Linked DNA regions of Sus scrofa: region 2 is linked to region 1. The links are chromatin contacts, called in public HiChIP or PLAC-seq maps. All regions are on one chromosome and are shown on one strand. The core of a region is the stretch at or near the end of the contact, and the rest is flanking DNA. Distances in the headings are between cores, read along the strand shown.

Region 1 (3,941 bases), core at 803-3,302:
CTTGAAACCCTCCTGGGTATAAAGTATTTGTCTTATTAGTTTTCTGTTGCTGTGGTTATCATAAACTTAAGATGGGCACCACAATCTGTAACCGACTGTCTGAGACTAAGAAATCCCAGGAGAAGTGTTGGTGACATGCACTGGAGCCAGGGTGATGGACTATATACACTTAAGGAAAGACATAAGAAGAAAAAAAGTGAAATGGAATTGGAGGCCTCAAAAAAGTTGCCATAAACTTAGTGGCTTAAATCAATGCAGATTTTTTATGTGACAATTTGGGTGGTCAGAGGTCTGATGTATGTTTCCATGGGCTAGAATCGAGGTTTCAGCAGGACTGCCTCCCTTTGGAGGCTCCTGGGAAGAACCCATTTTCTCACCTTGGCTGCTTCTCTAGGCCACCTGCATTTCTCAGTCATGGCTACTGCCTCTTCCTTTTGCTTCTTCCAGCAACAGTGGGTCCGGGCCTTCTCATGATCCCATCTCCTTGGTTTTTCTCTCTTCCGTCTCCCTCTTCCACTTATAAAGACCCTTATGCTGACATTGGGTCCATCCCCCAATATAGGATCATCTTCCCAGGTCAAGGTCAGCTGGTCAGCAAACTTAATGCTAGCTGAAGCCTTAATTCCTCTTTACCAGGTAACCTTTTGTATTCAGATTTTGGGGAGTAGGTTGGGGAGATCTTGGAGGCTCATTATTCTGCCTCCTACAGCCTGCGACTCATTTCAGATCCCAATAGGGAATCTTTGGGTTACTAACCTATCTTGGTCCATTCGGGCTGCTGTAACAAAATGCCATAGACTAAGTGGCTTATAAACAACAGAAACGTTATTTCTCCCAGTTCTGGAGGCTGGACCTGGACCAAGACCAAGGCCCTGGCAGATCCAGTGTCTGCTTCAGGCCCACCTCCTAGTTCATAGGTGGGTCTCTTCTCTCTGTGTCCTCATGTGGCAGAAAGGACAAGGAAGCTCTCTGGGGTCTCTTTTATAAGGGCACTGATCTTGTTCATCAGGCCTCTGCCCTCATGATGCAATTACCCACAAAGACCCCAACTCCTCACGCCATCACAGTGGGGGTTAGTTTTTAACATATGCATTCGAGGGGACATAAACATTCAGTCTGGCACTAACACTAGCTCTCTTACAGGTCTTTGAATAATTGAGAGTTAACAGTTTAAGGACTTGTGATCCAAGCCAAAGACCCCTGTTTTTTTGATCAGGAAAGAACCAGGTAGAAGCTGTAAGTCATCATCTTTCTCTACAAATGTGGGCGTGGTTGAGACATGCCAGGCTCTGGTTTTTCTCTGGTTCTGAGTCACCACCACAAGGATGCACTTGACCACAGATGAACCCTTTCTGGGGTGCAGATGACTGTTGATAATGAATGATAGCCATGTGGCAGGCGCTCTTTGGCATCTATCATTTCAATTACTGCCATCACTGAGGGGTAGGTATTATTGTCCCAGGTTCAAATGAGAAAATAGGGTTTGAGTCAAATTGCATAGCTTGCCCCAGGTCACATAATAAGTGGCAGTTCTGGGTTAGAGCCTGGGCTTATCTGATTTTAATCCCTTTATGGCCAGCCCTCAGGAAAACATCTCTCTTAAAAATCTTCCCAAATATTGCTGTTAGCCTTTAGGGAGGAGGCTGTTCATTAGAATTACTTGGTGTGCTTTTTATTTTTAATTATTATTTTTTTTGTCTTTCTCTCCTTTTTGGGGCTGTACCCAGGCATATGGAGGTTCCCAGGCTAGGGGTCCAATCGGAGCTGTAGCTGTCAGCCTACACCAGGGCCACAGCAACGCAGGATCTGAGCCATGTCTGCCACCTACACTATAGCTCATGGCAATGCCAGGTCCTTAACCCACTGAGCAAGGCCAGGGATTGAACCTGCATCCTCATGAATGCCAGTCAGGTTTGTTAACTGCTGAGCCACAACGGGAACTCCTGGTATGCTTTTAAATAGTACCAGTGGTCTGCTTCAATCTTTGACAGGGCTTGGTCATCTGTATTTCTTTTATGGCCACGCCCATGGCACGTGGAGGTTCCCAGGCCAGGGATCAAATCTGAGTTGAAGCTGTGACTCACACAACAGCTGTAGCAATGCCGGATCCTTGACCTACTGCACTAGGTTGGGGATCAAACCCATGCTGCCACAGAAACAATGCCAGATCCTAAACCCACTGCACCATAGAGGGAACTCTGGTCATCTCTATTTTATTTTTATTTTTTGATTCTCTGGATATTATAATGCATGTACTTTTAGGGTTAAGAACCACTGCCTTGGGCATATTGTGTATGTTCCTATTAACAAATTTTGCATCACCCTGTGCCCTTAACCTGTGCCCAGAGGTACCCCCTCTTATTCTGTGGCTAAAGAGGAAGAGCTGAGCAGGTGGGCTTTCTCTAGTTCCCTTGGGGTTGCATGGCCCCTCCTTGCTGTTGGCAGACTCCTTGTTGAAGGCCCCACTTTGGTGGGAGCTTCTTGGGGTGCATTTTTGTCCTGTCCTAACTTGGCAGCTGCAGGTGGACGCTTTTTGCCTCTGTGTTCAGGCAAGTGAGCAGGGAAGCAGAGTAAATGGCCCACGGAACATAGGAGCAATACCATGCGCTTCAGAGGAATAAAAGTACTTCATTTCGATCCCTCGCTCCACTTTCCCTCATTGATTTTATGGTGAAATAAGTTCTCAGGGCTACCAGCATAAAGTGTTTTGCCAAGACAGTGATTTACGTTTCTCCCCTGACTTCTTGTTGGTTTAGTAAATCCACAGAATACTTTAGAGTGGAAAGAACTTGAACGCTTGCCCAGAACAGTGGACCCGTGCTCTTTCCAGAAAGAGCAGGCAGTTGCCGTGGTGTATAGCTGGGTTTCAGCCCCGTTTCTGTCAGAAGTTTACTCGAGCTACAGGAAGGTGATTAACATTCTGTGCTTTCACCACAAAAGTCCTGAGCCTGGGAGGATGCATCTGGAGATTCCTTAACTTTCTGGGCCAGATGGTATATATATATTTTTTGTCCTTTTGCCATTTCTTGGGCCACTCCTGCGACATATGGAGGTTTCCAGGCTAGGGGTTGAATCAGAGCTGTAGCTGCTGGCCTACGCCACAGCCACAGCAACACAGGATCCAAGCCACGTCTGCGACCTATACCACAGCTTGCGGCAACGCCGGATCCTTAACCCACTGAGCAAGGCCGGGGATAAAACCTGCAACCTCGTGGTTCCTAGTTGGATTCATTAACCACTGAGCCACGATGGGAACTCCTAAAAGTTCTTGTTCATGAAGCACTTCAAAAACACTGAAGATTAGAGGAAATAATACGATAGACCATTACAAAGTGTAAACAGTGGTTGTTACTTATGCATCTATCACAAAGTGTAAACAGTGGTTATTATTTTGCCACCTTGGCCTTAGAGTTCTTACGAAAGAGAAGGATGAGTTAATACCAACAGTACTGCCTCAGTGTGCCTTTCTCCTTTCTCCCTCCTTCCCCAGAAGTAACCATTCACCTGAACTTGACTTATGTTATTCTCATGAATGTCTTTATATTGTAAATACAATGTTTGGATCCATATATGATGATACCATGATTGTTTTGCGTTTTTATTTTTTTTTTTAATTTTTATTTATTTATTTATTTATGTCTTTTGTCTTTTGTTGTTGTTGTTGTTGCTATTTCTTGGGCCGCTCCCGCGGCATATGGAGGTTCCCAGGCTAGGGGTCTAATCGGAGCTGTAGCCACCGGCCTACGCCAGAGCCACAGCAATGCGGGATCCGAGCCGCGTCTGCAACCTACACCACAGCTCACGGCAACGCCGGATCCTTAACCCACTGAGCAAGGGCAGGGACCGAACCCGCAACCTCATGGTTCCTAGTCGGATTCGTTAACCACTGCGCCACCACGGGAACTCCCTGTTTTGCGTTTTTAAATGGACTATATAGTCTC
Region 2 (4,313 bases), core at 603-3,102, 190 kb before region 1:
AGACACTAATGATATGATCAGCTTTTGTCTGGTGGTTCGTGAAACTTTGTGGTTATTAAAAGTGATCTTCTCGTTTGGCAGAGAAAAAGCAGTCTGGAGGGAGCAGAGTTTTGTCTGTGTCTGAAGACTACCCCTGCTTGGGCTGCCAGGGAAAGAGTTTGGGAGATAACCAGAATGGAATGGGATGGAAGGAATATTTCTCTGTATACCAGTGCCACTTGGCTTACAGCAGGGAGCCGATCAAGAACCAACAAAGTAAGAAGGCTATTATTTGGGAGGCAGCTTCTAGTTCCATCCTAGGCAAGAATCCCTAATGGAACCTTATGGAAGGGTGAACATCTGCTTCTGCCCAGGCCCCTACACAATAGGTCCTACTACCAGGTACTAGTTTGACTACCAGGCTAGCTAATTAGTGCTACTACTAATTTGATGACTAGGTAAGTTAATTAGTACTACTAGTACATAAAATTCAGATCCCTGGGCCTCAACCTTGGTGTTTCTGATTTGGTAGGACTGAGGCAGGGCCTTTGGTATTTGCACTTTTAACAAATGCTCTAGGTGACTCTGATGTCAGCCAGAGTTGAGACAGAAAACTGCTATGAAAAAATTACAAATACCTGGTTATAAGGCTTTTTGTTTGTGAAGTGTTCACTAATGCATGAACAGTGTCATGGTGAGGTTCCTGCGGCTTTTATATTTTTGCCCCTTTTCTTACTTCTCACACCCACCCTGGTAGATAGATCCCTATTTTAAAAAACGGATGAATTAGGGCCCAGGGAAGTGAAACCACTGTGCCGGCTGGGGACTGACAGTTGGAGCCCCAGTGTACAAATGAAACCGGGGAACACTGGGTGTGACGAGCTCTTGAGGAGGGGTAAACAGTTATGACCTTGAACTCACAGTTGAGCTTGGCAAACACAAAGCAGGCACAGAGCCCAACGGTAGGAGCCTGATGCTGTTGAAATCAGGAGAGGGGGCATGTTCTTCAGGAAGGTTCTGACACACCCAAATCCTTCATCCATCCAGTCTACCTTAGGCAAAGGGGTGTTATCAGTTGGGTTAAGAGCTTGGGCTCTGGAGCTAATGATGTAGATTCACCAACTGAGGGCTCTGGGCAAATCGATGTTTTAGGGCCTCAGTTTCCTCATCCAAATGATGATAATGTGAAGTAGTGCCCCTCTTGCCACCAGTCCAGCCATCACCATTGATCTTGGTGGCACACCTGTGCTGGTGCTGGGCTGAGGATACCACTCTCTAGAAGCCAAGCAAAGCCCATGTTGAGGATGCAGGGGAAGGAGAAGCACAGGGCATCAGAAGCTCACATCATTCTTTATGCGAAGGAGTTAGGACCAGAGAAACCAGAGGTTTGCGTGCTGTCTCTTGCACTCCATAGCAGGGGGTGATTCCCAGAGGCTGGTGGCGAACAGGAAGATGGGCATTTCTTGTAGCTGCTCCAGCGTGTGAGTGACAAAGTGCTTGCTTCTAATGCAGTAGGTCTCTGCCCCCCACCTCTCCTGCCTGGTCCCAGAGAGTGAACCTCTCATTAGGAGAGATTCTTCTTGTGGTCACATGGATCCGAAAAATCACTGGACTTGGGCTGTTTGAGATGCCACTTGGAAGTTCAAATCTGCTCCCAGATGTACCCCAAGAGAGGGATGGCTCCCCTAGTGAGGCCAGTCACGTGATGTACCCTCATCTGCATGGGGCTTGGCTGCCTTGCGTGCAGTGACGTCTCAGCCCACAAGACTGTTAAGGTCTCCAAACCTATAACCTCCAGGTGACCTTCCCCTGGGGAGTAGCAGAACTATCCTGAGTCTGCTCAGAGGCTCTTCCTTAGTGATGAGTCATACTTTTCTGCCTAGTCTGCTCTAGCTTGGAGTAGATGCCACAAGCAACAGTCAGGGACTGCCTAGCAGCTAGATGTCCATAGGAATACACCTCTTCTCTCTTCCAGTCTCTTGTTTTCCTGGCATTTCCTGCAAGTTAACATCTTGCTAGAATGGTGTGAGTTGACAATGAATGTTGGCTGTGTTTTACACAGCATGGGGGAAGGGCATATTTTATATTCCACTCCCATTGTTTTTTTAGGACTCTTTGTTCCTCCTTCACACACTCTTCCCAGACAAATTATTTTGCTCCTTGATTTCGATAACCCTGTGGATGAGCCATAAGAGAGCAGAAACTGAGCCCTCTCTGCTGTCGATAATTATAGTTCTTCTTCTCGGAACTCCTTTCTTTTTGTAAATGCCTACCAGGTGCCCCCAAGTGAAAGATGATACTCAGTTTGTTTGGTAAATTCATTCAGGTAAAAGGAGTCAGACCCATCAGTTCCCCACAGAGAAGTGGTTTCCTTGGTCCCTGTCACCACATTAAATCCTCACCTCTGGCTCACTGGCTAAAATGAGTCAGTGGTCCTTTCAGAATTCACTTTAACACACTGTTTCAAAGAAATCTGTGATCGAGATTGCGATTCATTTTTTTCTTCACTGCAGCTGACTATTTTGCATTTTCCTAAGGTGAAACTCAGCCTGTCTTTTCAGGTGTCGAGAAGGAGTCAACATGTCAACATTGAGAAGGGGGAAAAAATCCAGCTACCAAAGGGAAACCTGAAAGCTCTTTGCAAGTGTAGGAAGATGCTTCTCAAAATCAGATTCTAAAACTGAATTGAGTGGTTTGCTGTTTGCAGCTTTCTCCTGGTTTGAGTTTTATCTAATTCTCTTTTTTTAAAGGGCATCCCATCGTCCTTCATCATACCCTGCCATCATCCACTTAGCCTCCCTGATGTCCAAGTCCGGCTTCATCTGACATACCAACAGCACTTTCCTGATCCTATTCATCAAAGATGACTACTTCATTCATAGGGAGGCTCCTCACTGACTTCTCACCAGCACTGCTTGTGGTGACATTTCTATGGGGGAGGTATTATCCCCTTATTTCTGGACCCCCTTCTGCTTTGATTCAAATTCTTTTGGAGCCCATCTCCAATCCCACTTGATGACTAAAAGGTTCTCAGTTGACACGGAGCTTCTTTCTTCCCCAAATGTTTACTAAGCACTGGCTCTGATTCAGGCACTAAATGTGGGGATACCCAAGGCTGACCGGGAACCTATCCTCAGAGGTTCTTGGGGACCCAGACAAGTGCACAGGCACTTAAGAGTCCAACCTGCATCAAACCAGGGAAGGCTTCCTGAAAGAGGTGATCTCAAAATGAAGACAAAACCAGTAAGTTAATTGAGTGAAAGGAATAAAGAGGGAGAACATGTCACTTTTCATTGTACTATGCCATTAAGCATCTTCTTGCACCCCGCTTTGCATTTATTTGTATTGTTTCTATGCCTAAGGTGCATGTGTTGTTACCTTCAAGGTTTTATAACTTTTTGAGGGCAAGAGTCTGTGGTACTTTTCCACTTATCCTTCTCAAGGCTTAGCACAGTGCTGACTACTTTGCAAGGAAAGGAAGTAGCATAGATTATGCCTGCTCTGTCCCCACCAAGTTGGGTGCAAGTGGTTGTTTAAGTTACAAGTTACTATATTACTGAAAGGAATCCAAGACAGTTCATCTAGGGCAACAGACTTCGTTCTTCATCCTTCGGGATGAATCTCTTTGTTTCTTCTGGGGCTTGATTTCTTCATCTCTGGAATGAAGGGATCCCAGCACAGTGTCCTCCAGCTCTGTGATCTGCCTTTTCCTGTGGCCTCAAGGGGCCATCTGGTTGTCGTTGAGCTGGTGGGAAGACAACTGCAGAAGACAGTTCAGGGGTTAAGTCAGGAAACCCAACGTGGAAATGAAAACGCAACCCCAAGTGCTTAAGTGCTAGGCTGGTGGAGAACAAGGAAAGGATGTCCCTGAGAAATGACCCCGGCCTGAGCCTGGGGTCTCCATCCTCTGTGCCCAAGACCAGACGTGCTCAGCACACGCTGCCAACCAGGGAGGAACAATTCTCGCTTGGGCTTTGCTCAGAGGGGCTAGTAGAGCATCAACACCTGCGGTCTTGTAACCTAGGCTACAGAAATAGCAAGTGGGTGCGCAGAAGGTAAGCTGATGAAATAGACAGTACTGGGTACAGACACGTACAGCAGAGCTTTGGTGCTAAAAACACCTAGTTCAGGACATCATGTACTAATTCAAGGGTGGCCCCCCTTTCTCTCTCTCAAACTTTTCAAAACAGGAAGAAAGTTTTGTTAACTGCAGACAACAATAACCCATGTCCTTCTAGAGAGATCTTTCTGAAAGCCCTCCAAGAAAGCTACCTTCACTAAGGGGAGCTAGTCACTTTTTTTTTCTTCACTCTGTGCTTCTGGTAGTGTTTTGG

Evidence for each region. HiChIP or PLAC-seq counts read pairs in DNA pulled down with a chosen protein or histone mark.
Region 2: an H3K27ac HiChIP or PLAC-seq map of alveolar macrophages shows a contact between it and region 1. The contact joins two enhancer-like sites. A contact is called at or near these places in 1 of 5 promoter capture datasets (liver), 4 of 47 Hi-C or Micro-C datasets (alveolar macrophages and blood) and 2 of 2 datasets of contacts at active chromatin or transcription factors (alveolar macrophages and skeletal muscle).

The regions. Positions count from the first base shown.
Region 1 is chr15:15,457,117-15,461,057 of Sscrofa11.1, reverse strand. The region is part of intron 7 of THSD7B (thrombospondin type-1 domain-containing protein 7B); the gene reads left to right. Among named protein-coding and RNA genes, the nearest start is that of THSD7B, 150 kb to the left of the region's middle. Within about 2 kb of position 2,052, at least 6 of the 83 cell types and tissues checked have an H3K27ac peak or open chromatin away from gene starts, as enhancers often do. A contact at or near this core is called in alveolar macrophages, where this site is marked.
Region 2 is chr15:15,644,845-15,649,157 of Sscrofa11.1, reverse strand. No RefSeq gene overlaps it. Among named protein-coding and RNA genes, the nearest start is that of CXCR4, 17 kb to the left of the region's middle. Within about 2 kb of position 1,852, at least 8 of the 83 cell types and tissues checked have an H3K27ac peak or open chromatin away from gene starts, as enhancers often do. A contact at or near this core is called in alveolar macrophages, where this site is marked.